2 separate regions of the Mus musculus genome follow, and region 2 is linked to region 1. A link is a contact called in public promoter capture Hi-C data. All regions are on one chromosome and are shown on one strand. Each heading gives the region's core, a stretch centred on a gene start, on an enhancer-like site or on the middle of the called end of the contact. The rest is flanking DNA. Distances are from core to core; before and after follow the strand shown. Region 1 holds the start of Mgat1 (mannoside acetylglucosaminyltransferase 1). Region 2 holds the start of Zfp354c (zinc finger protein 354C).

Region 1 (5,621 bases), core at 884-3,383:
AACTCCAGGACAGCCAAGGTTACATAGAAAAACCCTGTCTCAAATACATACATATATACATACATACATACATACATACATACACCAAAACAAAACATAACATACAACAAGAGCAAGCAAACAAATAACAAAATAAAATATCCATCAACCCTGAACTGAGTTTTTAATATATCAGTTATGAGATTTGCCTGTAATATGCACACTCAGTTTAAAACTTGCTTTCATGGTTCCAGTGTTTTTAGGACTCCTTTGAGGAAACTAGCAGGTGAACCCACACCACCACGCACAACAACATTTGCACCATGGTGGGGTGAGACCTGAGTCTCGGCATACTGAAGGTTCTGCCAGCTGCCAGGTGGCTCTGGCAAGTCTTGCCAGTCCCTCTGGGGCCTTCTCACATTCTAATCTGAAGGAGCGCATAAGAGCAGGCTCCTTTCTAAGACGGTGCACATAGTGCAAGCTTGCCTACTACACCTGATGCTCCTCCTGCCTCAGCCTGCAGAGTTCTGATATTACAAGCGTGCACTAGCACATCTAGCTTCTAACACTCTGGATTCCATGCTTGCCCCTCTCTGTCAGAGGCTGTTTCTTAGGCAACAAGCAAACAGCAAATAGTCAACTTCCAGCCAGGAGCAGTAGAGCAACCATTACTCTAGCCTTACAACTAAGTCTCGAAATGGAAGAACCGTTGATGAACTGTCCCTCCTGTTTCTGCTTTGCCAGTATGATAGCAAGCACAGCTTAAACAAGTACAGAGCACATAGTGTCCATCACAGATAACGGCTCTCTAAGTGAATTACTTTCTTGTTAGACTCTGTATGATGTACCAGGCTCCATAATTTCAGAGGGGAAGAAGAACTGAAAAGAAGTCCGAGTAGATATGCTAAATAATTCAAGAGTATAGAGGGTAAGACCTAGGAGGGATACAGGCTATTCACCTGGGAACAGGTCAAAGGGAAACACAATGCTGCTATAGCCTGGCACCAGACAGACAGCCCTGAAGCCGTTACCTGAAGAACCACTGCCTCAGTTCCTCTTCTGTAAACAGACAACCGACTTTTGTCTTCTCCACCGCCCTTGATGTCTGGATTAGAATGGCAATACCTTGACGTCCGAAGCAGAAAGTGAGTTTAACCTGTTGCAATGACATGGAGTTTGAACACACTGTAATACAGCCTTCTGAGAAACAGAAGTGGGATGTAATGTTGCCATTACTGGTGATCTCCATGCTAAAAAGTCAAGGACTAGTGACTGGAAACGGGAAGACCCCAGAATCAAGGACGCTCTAGTCTAAATAGTACTAATGACAGGCAATCAAGCTGGCCAGCAATATTCTCAAGCACGAGAGCCTTACAGTAGCCAAGGTTAAAGAAAAAGAAGCTTCACCAGAAGGCCACTCTTCCATGGAGACTCGAATGGGTGGGCCACAGTCCCTCTGAACCACATTTTGAACAATGGGGGGGCTCTGCACCTCTTGGGAGCCCCCTGTTCCAAACATACTAGAAAGGAGGCTAGGAAAAAAAGTTTTCTTGCCAAATCACATATTTCAACATTGAGTCAAATTTTCCTTGTGGCTGAGCAAAAGCCAGCCCTAGTAACTTATGAAGCCTGGACGCTGGGGTGAGGCTTGCATAAAGTCCACTTTCCACTCCAGTCTCCCACTTCTTCAGGGCGACCCCATCTCTCCCCTGCCCTGCCCTGCCCTGCCCCGCACCCAAGGTGCCCTCCTGCCGAGTTTCACAACAGCTCCTCCTGGAGAAGCCACCCTCCCTCTAGCAGCTGAAGGCCAGGAATCCTGTAGCTGTGCGTTAAGTTCCCACTTCCCCGCGTGGGGGAGACTGCGCGCTGCGCGGCCCCGGGCGGGCCCGCCACTCTCACCGCCCTGGCTTTGGAGCACACTCGGGACTCAGACCCGACTCCCCTGGCTGCGCGGCCTCTCTCCTCCGGGGTCCTTGTCCTCCTGGGACAAGCCCCAGGACTGAGGACGCTGGCGTCCCCCGGCCCAGCTCACCGGATCCTCTCAACTCACCCCGCCTGGAACCAGGCTCGCCCCGGACCGGCAACACCCAGCGCTGGAGCGGCCTCGTCCGGTCTGGTTGGCCTTCCTGCTAGCCGGCAATGTGGTCCTTCCCCGGGAGGGCGGGGCGGCGCTCCCCAGCCCCTAGGCCCCTCTGTTGGTCCCCGCCCTGCCACGGGCGAGTCCGCGCTGGCCCCTCCTTCCAGGGCCTTCCTCTACTGCTGACTTCCTGATCACCGGTCAAGATCTAAACAACGGGTCTTCCCAAGTCCCCCAACTTCGAAAGGCAGTGGTAGCAGAGATGTTTGTTTGAGGCCCTTTCCCTCTCAGTTGCAGCTCCTGTGTAGATGCCAACCCCACTCACACCCTGAGCCTTGTCCAGTAAAGACTTTTCCCAAGAGTGTCCCTTGTCCAGCCCAGTGAATCTAGAGATTCACCGACTTTGAGGGGTGCAGCACTTGGTGGTGTTAGAAGCGTTTCCTCAGCAAGAAGAGCGTTCACCAACCTCAATTCTAAGAACCTGGGAACCATTCCTCTATGCGAGGGAAGTTGCAGACTATTAGTTGAAAAAAAAAAACAGCAAGAGAGGGGTGAGGGTGTGCAAGCAACAAGTATTCGGTTTCAAAAGGGAAGATAGGGAGGAAACACCTGCTGCCCAAGGTGGGTAAGAGCCAGCCTGCCGCCGTTTCAGTTCTGTCTTGTGTGTGTGTGTGTGTGTGTGTGTGTGTGTGTGTGTGTGCCCCTTTATGGGCGGGGAAACCAAAGTCAGGCCTGTACACTGAACCTAAGTCCTGAGGAAGGAAAGAATCAATCACAGGCTTTTGGAGTAACCCTAAAAATGAATGGGAGGGGGAAGGAAACCCCTGGATCTGTATTCCTTGGTATTTTTTTAAAGCAAAAGAAACATGGGAGGGGCAGGGAGACTCATCAGGACCCAACTGAACAGAGTACTTGGTAAGTACCTCAATCAGAGCCTCAAGCAGCCTGAGTGGGGGAGGAAAGATGACAACCAGGAGTTTCAGGGTCTGATTTAGATGTCAGCAGTGGCCCCGGAGCACAAACTATTTCTGAGATCTGAGCCGTGCATTATTAGCAACTCACAGTAAGCCACATCTCACTGACAGGACCATTTTGGAATCAGAGATGTCTGGGAATCCCTACTGTCCACTCACCATGGTACCACAGCCCCCACTGGCTCCCACATCCTGCTGTGCCTGGCCCTCTGCATAAGCCTTGGCTCCAACCACCCTTGGATCTTTCACCCATGAGGGGAGCAGAGGCACTGCCAGTTGATTACTAGATATACTCAACCTCAGACAGACCCTCCTACCTACAGACTTCATCACTACTGTTCCAGAGTCCCCAAGGTAACCGGGACTTTTAGGTCTGTGCTTACTGAGTGTTACTCACTAACTTGTTCGTACCAGACACCAGGAATTATGCAGAAAGTGGGAGTACCTTAAGGGCCCTTGTGGGCAGGTGAGGAAGTAAAACAAAGTTGTCAGGAGACACTAGGAAGCTGCCCTTCCGTCCAAGCCTGTTTTCTTGGCCTCTCTGTACACTCTCCCGCATCTCTGCAGAGCTCAGCAGAGAGAAGTCTGAGGCTTTGGGTGTATGGAAGCTGTTAAGTCAGAAGTCATAGCCAGATTTTAGATTTAGGCATTTCAGCTTCCAAACCTGGTACCCTGGTGAGCCCTTGAGAAGGACTGCTGAGATGGCTTTGTGCCCATGTGACAGGACACAGTGGGGCAGCGGAGAAGCTTCACAGTAGCAGCTGGAATTCTGCCCTCACGTAGAGGAAAGGGCTGACGCATGAGGGAGGGAGGAGGACTGTGTGTGGGTGTGGTGTGTGTATGCCCACTATTTCCAGTTTAGCTGACTGCACAGACTGTGACAGGAAAGTCAAGCCCATGCATGTGCCAAGAGAATGCCAATGTTTATATACTTTAGGCCTCTTTCTACTTCCCATAAAAAGGAATTAGGGACTTATAGCCTTCACACTCAGTGCCAAAGTGTGAGAAAAAAATGACCAAGTTCCCTGGATGTGTAAAAAGTTGGGAAACTGGTCTGAAGATATCCAAAATATAAGGAGCACAAATCACCATCCTGGATAAAATCCATACATAGTAGGTCCTGAAGATGGTGAAGACGAGGCAGCCCAGGCCATGTCAGAGTGACTTTCCTGCCAAGGCACTTAGACAGGAAGCAGGTCAGAACACAGAAACTCCCCACCACATCCATCTCTTCAGCCCTTTGTTTAAATTCCAAGGCTCACAGAATGATCCCCAGCAAAAAGGCTACCCTGCCTCCGAAAAAAAATAGGCTACAACATAGAATTTGGATTGGGTAAATTTTAAACAAGGGTAATAGTATTTGGTCTAAGCAACAAGCACGTATCAGTACTGAGGCCTTGGGCTCTACAGAGCTTACACTAGGGAAGAAAGTAAGAAATGGGAGCTGCCTGTCTAGACTCTGGGGATGAGCCTGGGATCAGATTATGTGCAAATGGAAAAAACAGGTAGATCTAGTCACAGGATAACAGAGAATTAAGAGGTAATATGCTTGCCTGCTTACTCTGCTACCACCAAAAAGGAACTTAAGAAAAAAAAAAGTAAAAACTTCCAGGAAATTGCTGCTCACAAACTCCAGCCTGGCTACCTGAAAGTGTTTGCAGTTTGGAAAGGACTCATGCTCTGAATTTCTGAAGAAACCTTGGCTTAAAGCCGTTAGAGGAAACAAAACCAAAGTGTTAAACTGGTGTTTAAGTTTCCTTTCTCATTCTTCCTAACATGTCTGTCCCAAACCACAAAGTGATAGAGAAAGAAAATCAAGCTTACTAACAATGTAGACACTGAGCAATGCCTCTGAAATCCTTCATTAGCTACCTGCGCTTCCTTTAGAATAAAGTAAGGTCTAAATAAATCCACTTAAAAATCCCCACACAACGTGTGATTAAATTTACCACCAGTCCTGGCTAAACAGCCTGACACACTTGAGTGTGGTACCCTAGCAATCTGCTGATCCCATGAGAAGGCTGGAAAGAAATGTCTGACCAAAGAGTCACAGGAGATGGGAGAGCTGGGTTCTGGCAGCTGAAAGCCTCTATCTAGCTCATGTTACAGAGGAGAGGACTTACCAGAGAGGCTGTCAGGGCACTCAGTTTCTCTCCCTGGCAGGCTGATGCTAAAGGCAACTGCACAAGTACAATCAGCATATGCCACACCCCTTCAGTGAGCTCTTACTGCTCAGGGCCTCCATAGCTCCTCCTCAAACTAGAAAAGCAATCCCCACACTGAGGGAAAGCAGACAACAGACCTGACACTTTGAAAGCCATCAATCAATGCAACACACCTCCTCAGTACTCTGGGTGCTTTAGGTACTCACGGGCCAGGAGGGACTCCTCCGTAGGACTAGGAAGTCTTCTAGAACATATCATGCCCTATAGGTCACTCAGGAGGCACTGCCATAAGAAATCATGATCCCCATACATGAGCAAAGACCGGCAACCATGCATTTATTGAGTGGCTGGAGGGAAGGTGACGCATCCAACCATGATTCACACACAAAAGTCTGGTCTCTTCAGGAGTCCAGACAAGCTTCAGAC
Region 2 (5,621 bases), core at 1,262-3,761, 1.6 Mb before region 1:
AAAGGTCCTCATCAGCAGGAAGTAGTCTAATGACATCATCACCCCCTCTCCCTCTATCCTTTCTCTCCTACCTAGTGTTGGGGGTTTGGAGGGGATAAGGGTGGGGAAGGTAAGAGAAAAAAAGAACGCACAAAGAAGCCAAAAGTCAGGTTATAGTACCACTCTTGCGAAAGGCCCTGGTTCAATTCCCAGCACTCATGTTGGGTGATTTCTAACTTGCTGTAACTTCAGCTCCAGGGCATGAAAGCTTTTGGCTTTCATGGACATCTAAACTCATATGAGAGTATACACACTTAAAAAAAAAGTTTTCTCCCACAACCAATGTTAATAGCTGCGGTTTTCTATTCCCATAATCTCAAATGGTTCGAAGGTATGTAGTACCTATTAAACAAAATAACAGCAGTAGTTTCCCTTACTGGGGACTAGGATCTCCCCAGCCACAGGTTTTGCCCTGGAAAATAGAAGTTTTCTCCAGTGAAACAGGCTTTAAATGAAAATGGACAATCCTGGCTGTACCCATACTATGTTCGTAGCTGAACAAGAATATTGGCATCGGCTCTACCCCAGGAGCCTGCACAGCTGCTTTTGAGCACTTTGACAATGAGCTAGCACATGGAGATATCTTCCAGCTCAGGCCAAGCCTGAATTCTCCATGCTCCTGCAACGAAAGAACGTGACATCTCCAGCAACAGGAACTCTCATTTAGTTCTGGAAACAAACAAAAACAACAACAAAACCAGAAACAATTGCTTTTGTAGGGTAAGAGGGCCTCTATGGCCAGTGATACTGATAGAGGCAACACATACCTGAAACTGGGATTTTTTTTTCACTCAACAGACTGTGGCTTCTGAGAGAGCCTCGGTTTAGCAATGAAGGGCTATTTAAACACCTTCACTGCTGAGTTTTTGTTGTTCTTTAGGCTGACTTCCCAGATCAGAAATATAAACTTGAGAGAGTTAAGGTTATGTTTTTCTTTTAAACAAACAAACAAAACAAAACAACGAAACCCTAGAGGTTAGAGGTAGGCAGGATCTCTGAAGGTCCATTGCTGTCCCAACCAAATGGAAATTGATTTTAGGATTCAGCAGCTAGCTGGATTTAAAAAAAAAAAATCAAAAGGCATTCAATCAATTACTTTTATTTTTTAATCCTCCTGCTTTCTGAAGCCATCCTGGGATGCACATCAAGGCCCATGTCACATTGTTTTCTGTGTATTGTATACAGTAAAAATAAACTACAATGTGTTTAGCAAATTGTATCTTATATCTTGGGTATCCTAGGTTTGGGGCTAATATCCACTTATCAGTGAGTACATATTGTGTGAGTTCCTTTATGAATGTGTTACCTCACTCAGGATGATGCCCTCCAGGTCCATCCATTTGGCTAGGAATTTCATAAATTCATTCTTTTTAATAGCTGAGTAGTACTCCATTGTGTAGATGTACCACATTTTCTGTATCCATTCCTCTGTTGAGGGGCATCTGGGTTCTTTCCAGCTTCTGGCTATTATAAATAAGGCTGCTATGAACATAGTGGAGCATGTGTCCTTCTTACCAGTTGGGGCGTGGACACTATGCCCCCCCTTAGAATTGGGAACAAAACACCCATGGAAGGAGTTACAAAGACAAAGTTTGGAGCTGAGATGAAAGGATGGACCATGTAGAGACTGCCATATCCAGGGATCCACCCCATAATCAGCATCCAAACGCTGACACCATTGCATATACTAGCAAGATTTTATCGAAAGGACCCAGATGTAGCTGTCTCTTGTGAGACTATGCCGGGGCCTAGCAAACACAGAAGTGGATGCTCACAGTCAGATAATGGATGGATCACAGGGCTCCCAATGGAGGAGCTAGAGAAAGTACCCAAGGAGCTAAAGGGATCTGCAACCCTATATGTGGAACAACATTATGAACTAACCAGTACCCCGGAGCTCTTGACTCTAGCTGCATATGTATCAAAAGATGGCCTAGTTGGCCATCACTGGAAAGAGAGGCCCATTGGACACGCAAACTTTATATGCCCCAGTACGGGGGAACGCCAGGGCCAAAAAGGGGGAGTGGGTGGGTAGGGGAGTGGGGGTGGGTGGGTATGGGGGACTTTTGGTATAGCATTGGAAATGTAAATGAGCTAAATACCTAATAAAAAATGTAAAAAAAATAAACTACAATGATTAGTGATGTGGGCTAGGGTTCTCCTAGAGTTTTGTTTTGTTTTACTTTTTTTGGTTTTAGTCTCGCTATGTAGTCCTGGCTGTCCACATGTAGTCAGTCAGGCTGGCCTGGTACCTATGGGTACCTCGCTCCTAAACCCTAAATTCCACTTTTGTCCTGTCACATCACTTCACCCTCCTAGCAAACAAGTCTGAGGGACTGACTGAGAGAGCAGGGACAGGCTTGCTGGATTTGCAGTGCAACACGACCCGACTCAGCTTTCAGAACGCGCCTGGCCCCGGTGCCTTCTGGGAGGTGTAGTCAGAAAAGACCTCAGGCATGCCGGGAGTAGTAGTTCTCTGGGGCTTCTCCCGGTGGCGGGGCTGCTCGCGGCGTTTTGGGGGGCTCCTGGTGGAGGTGATCCTGACTGTGCTAGGAGAGAGCGTCTGGGGCCGACATCCTCGAGACTGCTCGTGCTGAGAGTGGTGGGAGCGAGCGCCGGCGTCCGTGAGTGGGGTGAAGAGGGGCGACCGGGGCGTAGCGGGCGGTGGGCTTCCCGGCGAGCCCGGCGCGGCCTGGCGACTGCTCTGCGGCCTCAGGCTCGGGGATCTTTCTGCGGGTTTGGCCCTCCACGAAGCGTGGCTGGGACCAAACTGCGGATCCAGAGGCCTGTGCATCTTCTGTAGCATCTTAGCTATGCAGATCATAAAATCAACAGCCGATACCTAGCAGTCTAATCTAACTTAATGAATTAGCGCATCTAATAGCAAGTTACAGGCCCCTTGGCCCTTCATTGTGCCTATGGTGCAGAAGAAGAAACCAAGGCACATTGTGGCCCGAGAGTTCTCTGAGTCTTGATCGGAGCCTTAGACTGAAAGCAGAATTTCCTTCCCATTTGTGATGCTTGCTGTCTTGTCACTTTGGGCAGGCTGTGAACCTCCTGGCTGTCCACCTCAGCCACGTCGACAGCACAGCCCCACCTCTGCTGCACAGAGGACTGGTTCCAGGAATTCCCAAACAGCCAACACTTAAGTTCTTGCGGTAGACAGACACAGCATTTGCAGAGAGCTTGGACACATTATCCTTTGTACTTTAAATCAGTCCTGCCCAACCTTTTGACATTGCCACGAATCTTGTACAAGGTGCTAAAGGGTCTGTAGGTGGGTGTGGAGGGATCAGTGTAAGAAAGAAGAAGAGTGATTAATATACAGAAGGGATGTAGTTTTGGCAGGTTGGCTTTGTCAGTGTTCCTGTCATTTGGTACCATTATGGGTGGGTTTTAAAACTTAATTTATTTTCATGTGTGTATGTTTGTGTCTGTTTGTGTGTCTGTGCCCATGAGCACACAGTACCTAAGGAAGCCAGAGAGGATGTTGGATCCCCTGTAGTTACAAGTAGCTGTGGATAGCCCAATGTGGGTGCTGATAATCAAACTTCTTTGCGAACAAGGGAAGTGCTTTTAATCACACAGCCACTTCTCCAGACCCCTTTGTGGGTGGCTTTACCCTCCTGGCTCCAAGCCTTCCCTTTGTACCAGAATTCCTTACTACACCTTTTTTTTTTTTTTCTTCCCAGGCATATTTGGTCAGCACTCGGCTCTCCTTTGGCAGAAAAACTAAGAAGGGAAATGGCTGTGGATTTGCTGGCTGCCCGAGGCACAGTAAGTGAAGCTTGTCTTTGCATAAATTGCTTTCTGACTCAGATGTGGATGTGTTTCCATTTTCTGCCCCTGCCAATTTTTTCCCTTGCAAAATTAGCATTTAACAGGGGTATGCAAACTCCAGTTTGAAGCTGACCTGCAAAGAAAAGATACAAAAGCCTCCCTCCTCACACTTATCAAAGGATTCTGCCAGGCCCAGCACAGATGATAGCCACCACCTCATAAGACCTCCCAGGTGCTTTCTTTTTTTATACAGGGAGTCCTTCAGATGGAGTGCCTACCCCATTGTGTTAGCCAAAGACAGAGCTGTGAAGGTCTCCCTACCATTGGATCTCTCCTCTGGCTCAATCCCAGAATTCTCTCTTCTCCCTCATGTCCCATTTCCTAATTTCCTGCCTAAACCAAAGGCTTATTTATTATTTATTTTTTAAATTATTTCTATTTTTTATTTTATGTTATTTATTATATTATATTTTATTTATTATTATTATTATTTATTATCAACAGGTACCACATCCATACAGACATAAAACATAATTTAAAATATCTTCTGTGGCCTTCAGTTGCCAGGGAAATTTGGCCCTTTCTTTTGGGTTCTTAACTTCATTAATAAAAGAACCTAGACATGTACTCAGAAGCTTGAAGAAAATGTTATTAGAGGCTGAGAAAAATAACAGTTCAGGCAAGCAGTAAGTCTTGGCAGCTGCCAGGAGGAGTGAGATAGGAACAAGAAAGGCAGGTTCAGCAACGGAGATCAGCAGGCTCCTGATGGGCAAACTGTACATGTTAGGCCTGGTTCTTCCTCCCAGACCCATGCTCTCAGAAGTAAGACTGAGACTCAAAATATAGTTACACATACCTTGGCCATGTAGCTAGGCTCTGCTCTGAATAGATCATAACTAAAATAACCCAATTATTTTAACCTACGTTCTGCCACCTGGCTGGTTACCTGTGCTCAGGTACCATGTGTCTGTCTCCTCACATCTTTCCAAGTGGATCTCTCACCTGGCACTGTCCCAGAACTCTCTCCTCCCAGATGTTACACTTCCTATGTCCTGCCTAAGCCATAAGCCGTCAGATTTATTATTGACAGGTACTACATCCCACAGCAGACAGTTGTGTGGTGGGGGAAGTAGCTTTTGAGAATGGGTGAGAAACCCCAGAATGCCAAGGAAACCATGTTTAGGATTTTGGCCAAAAAGAAAAAAAGATAAATAAAAAGAAAAGTTACAGTTTTTGGAATAACTGAAAGTTGGGCAAGCTCCAAGGTGGCACTGCCCAAAGGCTTCTGGGAAGGCCGAGCACATTATTTCATTAAGGGATAATCACTCCTCCTTGTCTTTAGCCTGTCTTCAAGTGAACCAGAGTTTGGCGGTGAGAAGGTGGATAGAGGCAAACTCTGGCCAGGTGATTGACAGGCCCAGCTTAATTACCTCTTTAATTCTTTTGGAAAAACAATTATTTTTTTTATGTGTATGGATGTTTTGCCTGCATGTATGTCTGTGCACCATGTTGCCAGTTGCCCGTGAAGGCCAGAAGAGTTTGCCATATTCCCCTGGAACTGGAGTTATATATGGTTGTGAGACACTGTAGGTGCTGCGAATTGAAACTGGATCCTCTGAAAGAGCAGCCAGTGCTCTTTACCACTGAACCATCTCCCCAGCTCCTGGATTAACTTTTAAGGGAAGGACACAGTAGTTTGTAAAGTTCAGGCTGGCTTAGACTTGTCCCAGGGCTAGAAGTGGAGCGTGCATTCTCTTCACCAGAAGAAGGAATCTATTAATGAGCCTTAGTAAGGCCAGAGT

What was found. Promoter capture Hi-C pulls out the DNA fragments that hold promoters and counts their contacts.
Region 2: a promoter capture Hi-C map of pre-B cells shows a contact between it and region 1, with 2.8 times the contacts expected there. The contact joins the promoter of Zfp354c here to the promoter of Mgat1 in region 1.

What each region holds. Positions count from the first base shown.
Region 1 is chr11:49,247,064-49,252,684 of GRCm38.p6, reverse strand. It overlaps Mgat1 (mannoside acetylglucosaminyltransferase 1), which reads right to left and starts at 2,133. Exons shown (of 3, transcript NM_001110150.1): 1 at 2,030-2,133; 2 at 1,011-1,135.
Region 2 is chr11:50,824,621-50,830,241 of GRCm38.p6, reverse strand. It overlaps Zfp354c (zinc finger protein 354C), which reads left to right and starts at 2,511. Exons shown (of 5, transcript NM_013922.4): 1 at 2,511-2,663; 2 at 3,732-3,816. The coding sequence starts at 3,784. It also overlaps a transcript of Zfp879 not described here.